2 separate regions of the Sus scrofa genome follow, and region 2 is linked to region 1. Evidence: chromatin contacts called from public Hi-C data. All regions are on one chromosome and are shown on one strand. Each heading gives the region's core, a stretch centred on a gene start, on an enhancer-like site or on the middle of the called end of the contact. The rest is flanking DNA. Distances are from core to core; before and after follow the strand shown.

Region 1 (4,231 bases), core at 130-2,629:
GCTGTAAGCAACTCGTTTCACCTCCTGGAACTGCTGACTCTCCTCAGCAGGCTTGTTGTCCACCACAGAGGATTGCTGTGAGAATAAAATGAAAGATGTGATGTCTCTAAAACGTTAGAATAGTTTTAGTTAGAATAATTTAGCCAGCCTCAGGTTCACCATGCTCCCTCCAGATGTGATTTTAGTCAGTCTCTTCACTCCTAAGTCCTGTTCTCCTGTAAATTTAGGAAAGCCCCACCTGATCCACGGAGTTGTAGCTGTGGAACTGGAAGAGGGTGTTCATGTTGACAAAGGGTCTCATACACCGCAAAAGCCTCATAAATGGCATTGTTGTGATGGGTGGTTGGCCACTAAGTATGTTAGTGGTCATTAGCTGCACTGCAAAGGCTACTTTGTGTAGAAAGTCAGTATTTCACAGCATTTCCTGTTTTCCCCAAAATGCCATGAGTGAAGATGCCTCACTAACTAGATGCCTGGTGCCTAGGGATTATTTATTGGGGGAATCCATGGGGAGACTGCCCTCAGAAAGATGGCCTCTGAGCTGATGAAGGCCAAAAGGAGGAGCTTTCCTTTCCTTATCTCCCTTCAGCCAGAATTCAAGGAGGGCCCAGGAGGAGAGAAAAGGAGAATTCAGAGAGAAAGTGGGAGCTTTCAGCAAAGAAGAAAAGAAGATCCCTGGGGGGAATTGATGAAGAAAGTAAAAGAGGAGGGAGGAGAAACTGAGGGAATGAAGGAGTGAGAGAAAGAAGGAATGTCTGAATACTGCAGTCCTCTGTGGAGACCCCGGGAGGCCACATGGCTACCTTCTCTGGGGCACAGAGGTCTGGAGGAGCCTGCGTGTCTTTGCAAAGACTATACTTCAGGGCTTGAAGGCCCAGAAACGTTCATCTCCTGCGCTCATTTTTTTCTCTCCTTCCCTTGGTTTGTGGTGAGAGCTGGGAAGATACTGCCCTCAGAGGCAGGGACTGAGGCAAACCCAAGGTGGGAGAGACAGCAAGGACCTCCCAGCACCAGAAAGGCGGGAAGGAAATCAAGAGGAGGGAATATGTACTGTGCACCTGTGTGCCAGTCAATGGTTGGGCAGTGTTGGAGGCACAAGTAGGCTGGGAGCTGGTGTCATCCTGGCTGTCATGAGAAAATTTGGGGCAGTTCCTTTTTCTTCTTGTATCAGGCAGTTGCCCAAGGGCAGCAACCAAAGAAGAGCTCTTTGCCGTACCTGCCCGAGTGTTCCTCACCAGAAAGGTAAGGGCAAATCTGGGAATGGGTATTGAAAGGAGAGCTAATTTCATGGATTGTAGAGTGGGAAGTAACTCTATTTTTTTTACTTTAAATTTTATTTAATTTATGGTTTTTTTGGCTGCATCCATGTCATGTGGAAGTTTCCAGGGCCAGGGGTCAAACCCACGCCACAGCAGTGTTCCAAGCTGCTATAGTGACAACACCACATCCTTAACATGCTACGCCACAAGAGAACTCCAATTTTATTTTAAATGATTTTTATTTTTTCCATTATAGCTGGTTTACAGTGTTCTGTCAATTTTCTACTGTACAGTAGGGTGACCCAGTCACACATGTATACGTATTCTTTTTCTCACATTATCCTCCATCATGCTCCATCATAAGTGACTAGAGATAGTTCTCAGTGCTATATAGCAGGATCTCATTGCTTATCCACTCCAAAGGCAATAGTTTGCCTCTGTTAACCCCAAATTCCCAGTTCATCCCACTCCCTCCCCCTCCCCTTGGCAACCACAAATCTGTTCTCCATGTCCATGATTTTCTTATCTGTGGAAAGGTTCATTTGTGCTGTATATTAGATTTCAGATGTAAGTGCTATCATATGATATTTGTCTTTCTCGTTCTGACATATTTCATTTAGTAAGAGAGCCTCTAGTTCCATCCATGTTGCTGCAAATGGCATTATTTTTTCTTTTTTATGACTGAGTAGTATTCCACTGTGTATATATACCACATCTTCTTAATCCATTCATCTGTTGATAGACATTTAGGTTGTTTCCATGTCTTGTCTGTTGTGAATTAGAGCTGCAATAAACATACGGGTGCATGTGTCTATTTCAAGGAAAGTTTTGTCCGGATATATGCCCAAAAGTGGGATTGCTGGGTCATATGGTAGTCTATATTGAGTTTTCTGAGGTGCCTCCATACTGTTTTCCATAGTGGTTGTACCTATTTATATTCCCACCAACAGTGTAGGAGGGTCAATTTTATTTAATATTGCAGTACAGTTGATTTACAATGTTGTGTTAGTTTCAGATGTACAGCAAAGTGATTCAGTTATACATATATCCATTCTTTTTCAGATTATTTTCTCATATAGGTTATCACAGAATATTGAGAGTATTGAGAATTCCCTGTGCTATATACAGTAGGTCCTTGCTGATTATCTATTTTATATATAGTAGAGTGTTTAATGTTAATCCCAAACTCCTAATTTATCCCTCCTACCCCCATTTCCCCTTTGGTAACCATAAGTTTGTTTTAGAAATCAATGAGTCTGTTTCTGTTCTGTAAATAAGTTTGTTTGTATCATGTTTTTTAGATTCCACATATAAGTGATATGTGATATTTGTCTTTGTCTGACCTACTTCGCTTAGTACAATAATCTCAAAGTCCATCCATGTTGCTGCAAATGGCATTATTTCATTCTTTTTATAGCTAAGCAATATTCCATTGTGTGTGTGTGTGTACACACACATGACATCTTCTTCATCCATTCCTCCGTCAATGGATGTTTAGGTTGCTTCCATGTCTTGGTAGGAAGTACCTTTAGATGCCCTATCATTCTCACAATACAGCAGAAGTAACAAAGAGGTTAAGTGATTCAGTCAAGAAGGATAAGGCACTTGTGCGAAGCCACACAACTAGTTGGCGAAAAAGCCAGAATGTGTCCTAACTTCTATTCCTCTGCTATGCTCAGTTTCTTTTTCTTTTTCTTTTTTCTTTTATTTTTGTCTTTTTGCCATTTCTTGGGCCGCTCCCACGGCACATGGAGGTTCCCAGGCTAGGGGTCGAATCGAGGCTGTAGCCGCCGGCCTACGCCAGAGCCACAGCAACGTGGGATCCGAGCTGTGTCTGCAACCCACACCACAGCTCACGGCAATGCCAGGGTCAGGGATCGAACCCGCAACCTCATGGTTCGCAGTCGGATTCGTTAACCACTGAGCCACGGGACTCCCATGCTCAGTTTCTTAAATTAACATCTTGTAGTTCAGTCCCTAGTTCCTTACCTAATGAAGGCAGAGTCTAGTTCCATCTACCATGGGCAGAAAGTGCAGGGCATAAACTAGGGCAGGGCTTAGGGTTCCAATATAGCTATAAGACAAGGTCAGAGGGTTCTCATGTCTTCTTAGTTTAGCCAGGAATGACCTTTCAAATCCCAGAATCTTGTTTTTGTGCCTCAGTTTCTGCAGTCCCTGAAGCTGAGTAGAGGGATGTGACTATAGAGGGGCATGGAAGATCAGATTGACTGTAGGTGGAGGAGCAGTTTTTTGTTTGTTTGTTTTGTTTTGTTTTGTTTTTGGCTTTTTAGGGTTACACTTGTGGCATAGGGAGGTTCCCAGACTAGGGGTCTAATTGGAGCTGTGGCTGCTGGCCTACAGCACAGCCTCAGCAACACAGGATCCGAGTGGAGTCTGTAACCTGTGCAACAGCTCAAGGCAACGCCAGATCCTTAACCCACTGAGCAAGGCCAGGGATCAAACCTGCATCCTCGTGAATGCTAGTCAGATTTGTTAACCGCTGAGCCAAAACAGGGTTGCGTGCTGCAAAAAATGGGGCAAAAACATGGTTTTGATGGTCATTAGCTGGTTGATCTAAGATGGGCCATGAGAGTTCCTCTGCCTTATTCATGAGGTCAGCTACATGTCTGAGGAGAAAGCAGATTTTCCTTCTGTGGCATCTCAGTTCAGGGACCCTCCTATACCCTAGAGGCCTGCATCGCAGGGTGTCTCTCAGTCTTCATCGCAGGGTGTCTCTCAGTCTTCACCCATCTCCATGGCCTTTGGGATTTATCAGGCTTGAGGGGCTACATCCCTCCTGGGGGTAACAATCCTGGGGCACAAAAGCTGGGGAGGGGGGTGGGGCTTGAGAATGAGGTGTGTGAGGTGAGAGGCTTCTGGTTTTTATTCCCTAGTCTGCCTCACTTAGCTCTGCCCCTCCTCTACTCAACACGCAGGACAGCCCCCCCCCCCCCCAGGGGGGGAGCGGAAGC
Region 2 (4,074 bases), core at 472-2,971, 91 kb after region 1:
TTCAACTCCTAGCCTGCGAACCTCCAAATGCCGCGAATGCGGCCCTGAAAAGCAAAAAAAAAGAAAGAAAGAAATGAATAAGTGGCCACTAAGCACCAGCTTTGGAGGAAGAATGAAAGCTTGCATCTATCTTGATCCCTATCTGCGGCCCTATTTTCCACTCCCAAACTGTAAAACCACCTCCTAGTCTCTGCGAACGGAGGACACAGTTTTTAAGGCATTAGTCTGCTGTGGCTTCCTTTGCAGTGCCAAAGCAATAAAGCTATTTTTTTTAATCTATTTTGCATGCCCCCTCCCCCCAAAAAAAGAAAAAAAATGGGAGGCGTTCCTTGGTGTCCTAGAAGGATTCACTATTATCACTGCTAATAGTTGCTTGGGTTCAATCCTGGCCCTGGAATTTCTGCATGGGGTGTGCGGCGGGGCAGCCAGGCCAAAAAAAAAGAAAAGAAAAGAAAAGAAAATGTATGTTGGTGTTTAGAGGAACATATTTTGGATTGTTTGCGTGTAACTCATGTCTGTGACTAGAAAAGAGGAAGGCACAGGCTGGGCTTAGGAGACAAACCCACATTTAAGGTTGTGGGAGTACAGAGTAAAGTAAGCAGCTAGAAAAAGCTCAAGGACAAGTTCCCATAGTGGTTTTGATCCCTGGTCTTACTCAGTGGTTTAAGGATGAAATGAATCCGATTAGGAACCATGAGGTTGTGGGTTCGATTCCTGGCCTCGCTCAGTGGGTTAAGGATCCCACTTTGCCGTGGCTCGGATCTGGCATTGCTGTGCCTCTGGCATAGGCTGGCAGGAACAGCTCCAATTTGACCCCTAGCCTGGGAACCTCCATATGCCGTGGGTGACAAAAAGACCAAAAAAAAAAAAAAAAAAAAAAAAAGTTCAAGGAGGTTGCAGAGCCAGGCAAGTGTAGTAGAATCCGGAGAAGTCAAAGAAAAATTTGAAGACAGAAAAGGTGTAGAGTGGAAAAGAGTGACAGAGGAAACTTGGAAAAGGCAATTGTATTTGGTGAGGACTTGGAAGGTACTCTGGAGAACGGTGTTAACAGCCAATGGTTACAATTCATTCGAATTCATGCTGAGGGCTTAATTCCTGCCAGCGTTATGTTAGGTGCTGGGGACAGGAAGAAGAGTACTTTCTGGACCCAAGAAGCTCACAGCATGGCGGAGGAAGTGAGAAGTGAATGAATAATTAAGATACAAGTGTTGAAAGTGCTTAAACAGAGGGGTGCGCAAGATACAATCGAAACCCTGGGGAGTGGGCGACCCCACGGGGCAGGATTGGGGAAGGGCAGGTAGGAGAGTTGGTGTTCAAGTTTCAGGTGGGTCTCCCAAGATTCTTTGGGGGTTAATTCCAGGAGAAGTAGCTCTCTGTGGCCGTGGACTGCTCTTGGGCTGCTCTGTGGCCGTGGACTGCTCTTGGGCTGCTGCTCTTGGGGGCCAAGGTTATTAGCAATATCTGGGTCCTACTTGAAAGATACAGGATGAAGTTTGCAGCATGAAGGCGGAAAGCAGGAAGGGGAGGCGAAAATTTTCTCTAAATTCTCCCCACTTTCTGACATAGGGCAGAAAAGATCAGGAAGGGCAGGAGGAGCGGGTCCTTTGGGAAGCTAGTCGACCATAACCCTCATTTCGCTAAGCTTCGGGATCTTTATTACTCTTCCCCCGACCTGCGTACCTGACCGGAACTCTAGTGTCATAAGGCCCAGTTTCCCTGCGGACTGGAAAAGCAGATGGACCTACACAGGAAAAGTGGAGTAGCCGGCGGGGAAAAGCCAGGAGCACAGCGGAGGTTCACTCTGGGGTGTCGCGAGGGAGGGCTGCAGCGTCGGGACTTGCGAGGGCGACACAGCCCTAGCAGGTGAGAAATGAAGGGGCCGTGACAATGTCCAGACCGCTCCCGGTCTTGGATCAGGAGCTAAACGCCGGGGCTCTTGGGGATAGGTTTGCCGCTTAGTAGTTGTATACCTCGGGTGATTTAGTCTTAGAGCCTCCATTTTCATCTTTGCAATTGGAATAGTAGCCCCTCTTTTGGTTGTTGTGAGGAGTTAAAGTACACCTAGAATAGTTTCTGACACGTGGTAAGCGCTGGACATACAGTCTTCAGTAAGATTGCTTGCTTTTAGCTTCATGGTTTATGCTGCCATGAAAACTCACCAGCTTCAGCCCAGGATCATCCAGTTAGTGATTTTGACTATGTTTATTGGTAAAAATATGAAACAAAATATTCATAACTAACGTTATATTATTAGAGAAGTAATAACACTACTGAGGGGTTGGAAAATAGGGTGAATAATGGTACTCATAATTCCATCACCCTGCACATGGCTGTAAGCCTTTTTTTAACCCCCAAATCTTTTTTGTTTGTACATTTACATTTTTATACTTATATCGTTACCGTATATGCTTTTTTTTTTTTCTTCCCCTTTTTCTTTTTTAGGGCTGCACCCGCAGCGAATGGAAGTTCCCAGGCTAGGGGTGGAACCCGAGCTACAGCTGCTGGCCTATGCAACAGCCATAGCAACACTAGATACTAGCCGAGTCTGTGACCTACACCACAGCTCACAGCAATGCTGGATCCTTAACCCACTGAGTGAGGCCAGGGATGGAACCTGAATCCTCATGTATCCTAGTAGGGTTTGTTAACTTCTGAGCCACCGAAGGGAACTCCAGTATACATGCATTTTTAATTCCTCATTATTTGTCACTCAGTAGTGTAGCCTAAGCATGGTGTTCATGAGAATCTTTTTTTTTTTGGTGTTTTTTTCTGCACCTGAAGCATGTAGCAGTTCCTGGGCTAGGAATGGAACCAAGCCACAGCAGACTGCAGTGACAACGGCCAGATCCTTAAGCTGCTGTGACATGGAGGAACTCTGAGAATCATTTTTTGATTGTACAAATTCCATTTTATCACTTATTTCCCAAATTTTTGTGTGTGGAGAGAGAAAATCATTTGAACAAGTCAGTAAGGGAAATTTAAGTATTACCTATGATTCCAAGACCTGAGGTCAACTCTTGTTATTTTTCCTGGTTCCCTGCAATTTTTGGTCCATTTGAAAACATACTGTTCACACATTTTCATTTGTTTATTTATTTTTGGGCCGCGGGTGCAGCATATGAAAGTTCCCAGGCTGGGGTGGAATCTGAGTTGCAGCTGCTGGCCTACACTACGCCCATAGCAATGCCAGATTCAAGCTGCGTCTGCAGCCTACACTACAGCTCTCAGCAACGCCAGATCCTTTCCCCATTAAACAAGGCCAGGCATTGAACCTGAGTCTTCATGGGTACTAGTTGGGTACCACTGAGCCACGATGAGAACACCCACATTTTCCTTTTATTTTAGCAAACATTGAGCATCAATTATGTTCAAGCCATAGTCAGTAAGCTTAAGGTCAGGTTAGTTAGGTAGACAGATAAAAGCAAGATCCTAATAGTATGTAAGGGCTGTGAGATGTATGCACAGTTTCTCATGAGAATATCAAGGAAGATCAATGTCAGTGTCCTCCAGTTAGAGGCCACTAGGAACATGCCTATAGTTGAACAAGTTGGGTTTACTATTCCTGTAGTTGTTACTGACCAAACTTGGGTCTGTTTGCCCCAGTGTAGTAAAGCCAATCTACTGACACTGGGTCGTGGTGAAGGCAAGTGCAGCATTTATTGCAGGCACCAAGAGTCCAGTACAGCCAGTGCTTAAAAGTTCAGAACTCCTAGAAGGCTTTCAGGGGAAGGTTTTAACTCCTGGAAGGCTTTCAGGGTATGTGATCAGCTGTGGACATTCTTCTGATTGGTTGGTAGCGAGGTAATCTGGAGTCAACATCATTAACCTGTCGCCAACCTATCTGGGGTCTACCTGCTTGTAGGCAGATAACTTCTACATGGTAGGGGTTTCGGTATCTGCAAAAACAGCTCAGAGGGCATGGCTCATAATATTATCTATAACCCTTGAGGAGGAACTAAAGGTCTTTGACTTTGTGTGGTTTTTTTTTTTTTTTTTTTTTTTGCTTCTTTAGGGCTGTGCCTGAAGCATATGGAAGTTCCCTGGCTAGGGGTCAGATTGGAACTGCAGCTGCCA

Evidence for each region. A called contact is a pair of places that touch in the nucleus more often than the background predicts.
Region 2: a Hi-C map of embryonic fibroblasts shows a contact between it and region 1, with 2.7 times the contacts expected there. The contact joins the promoter of NDUFAF1 here to the promoter of ITPKA in region 1. A contact is called at or near these places in 1 of 5 promoter capture datasets (liver) and 2 of 47 Hi-C or Micro-C datasets (embryonic fibroblasts and liver).

Annotation. Positions count from the first base shown.
Region 1 is chr1:129,876,383-129,880,613 of Sscrofa11.1, forward strand. It overlaps ITPKA (inositol-trisphosphate 3-kinase A), which reads right to left and starts at 1,380. Exons shown (of 10, transcript XM_021097438.1): 1 at 1-1,380.
Region 2 is chr1:129,966,759-129,970,832 of Sscrofa11.1, forward strand. It overlaps NDUFAF1 (complex I intermediate-associated protein 30, mitochondrial), which reads left to right and starts at 1,722. Exons shown (of 5, transcript XM_021097468.1): 1 at 1,722-1,863.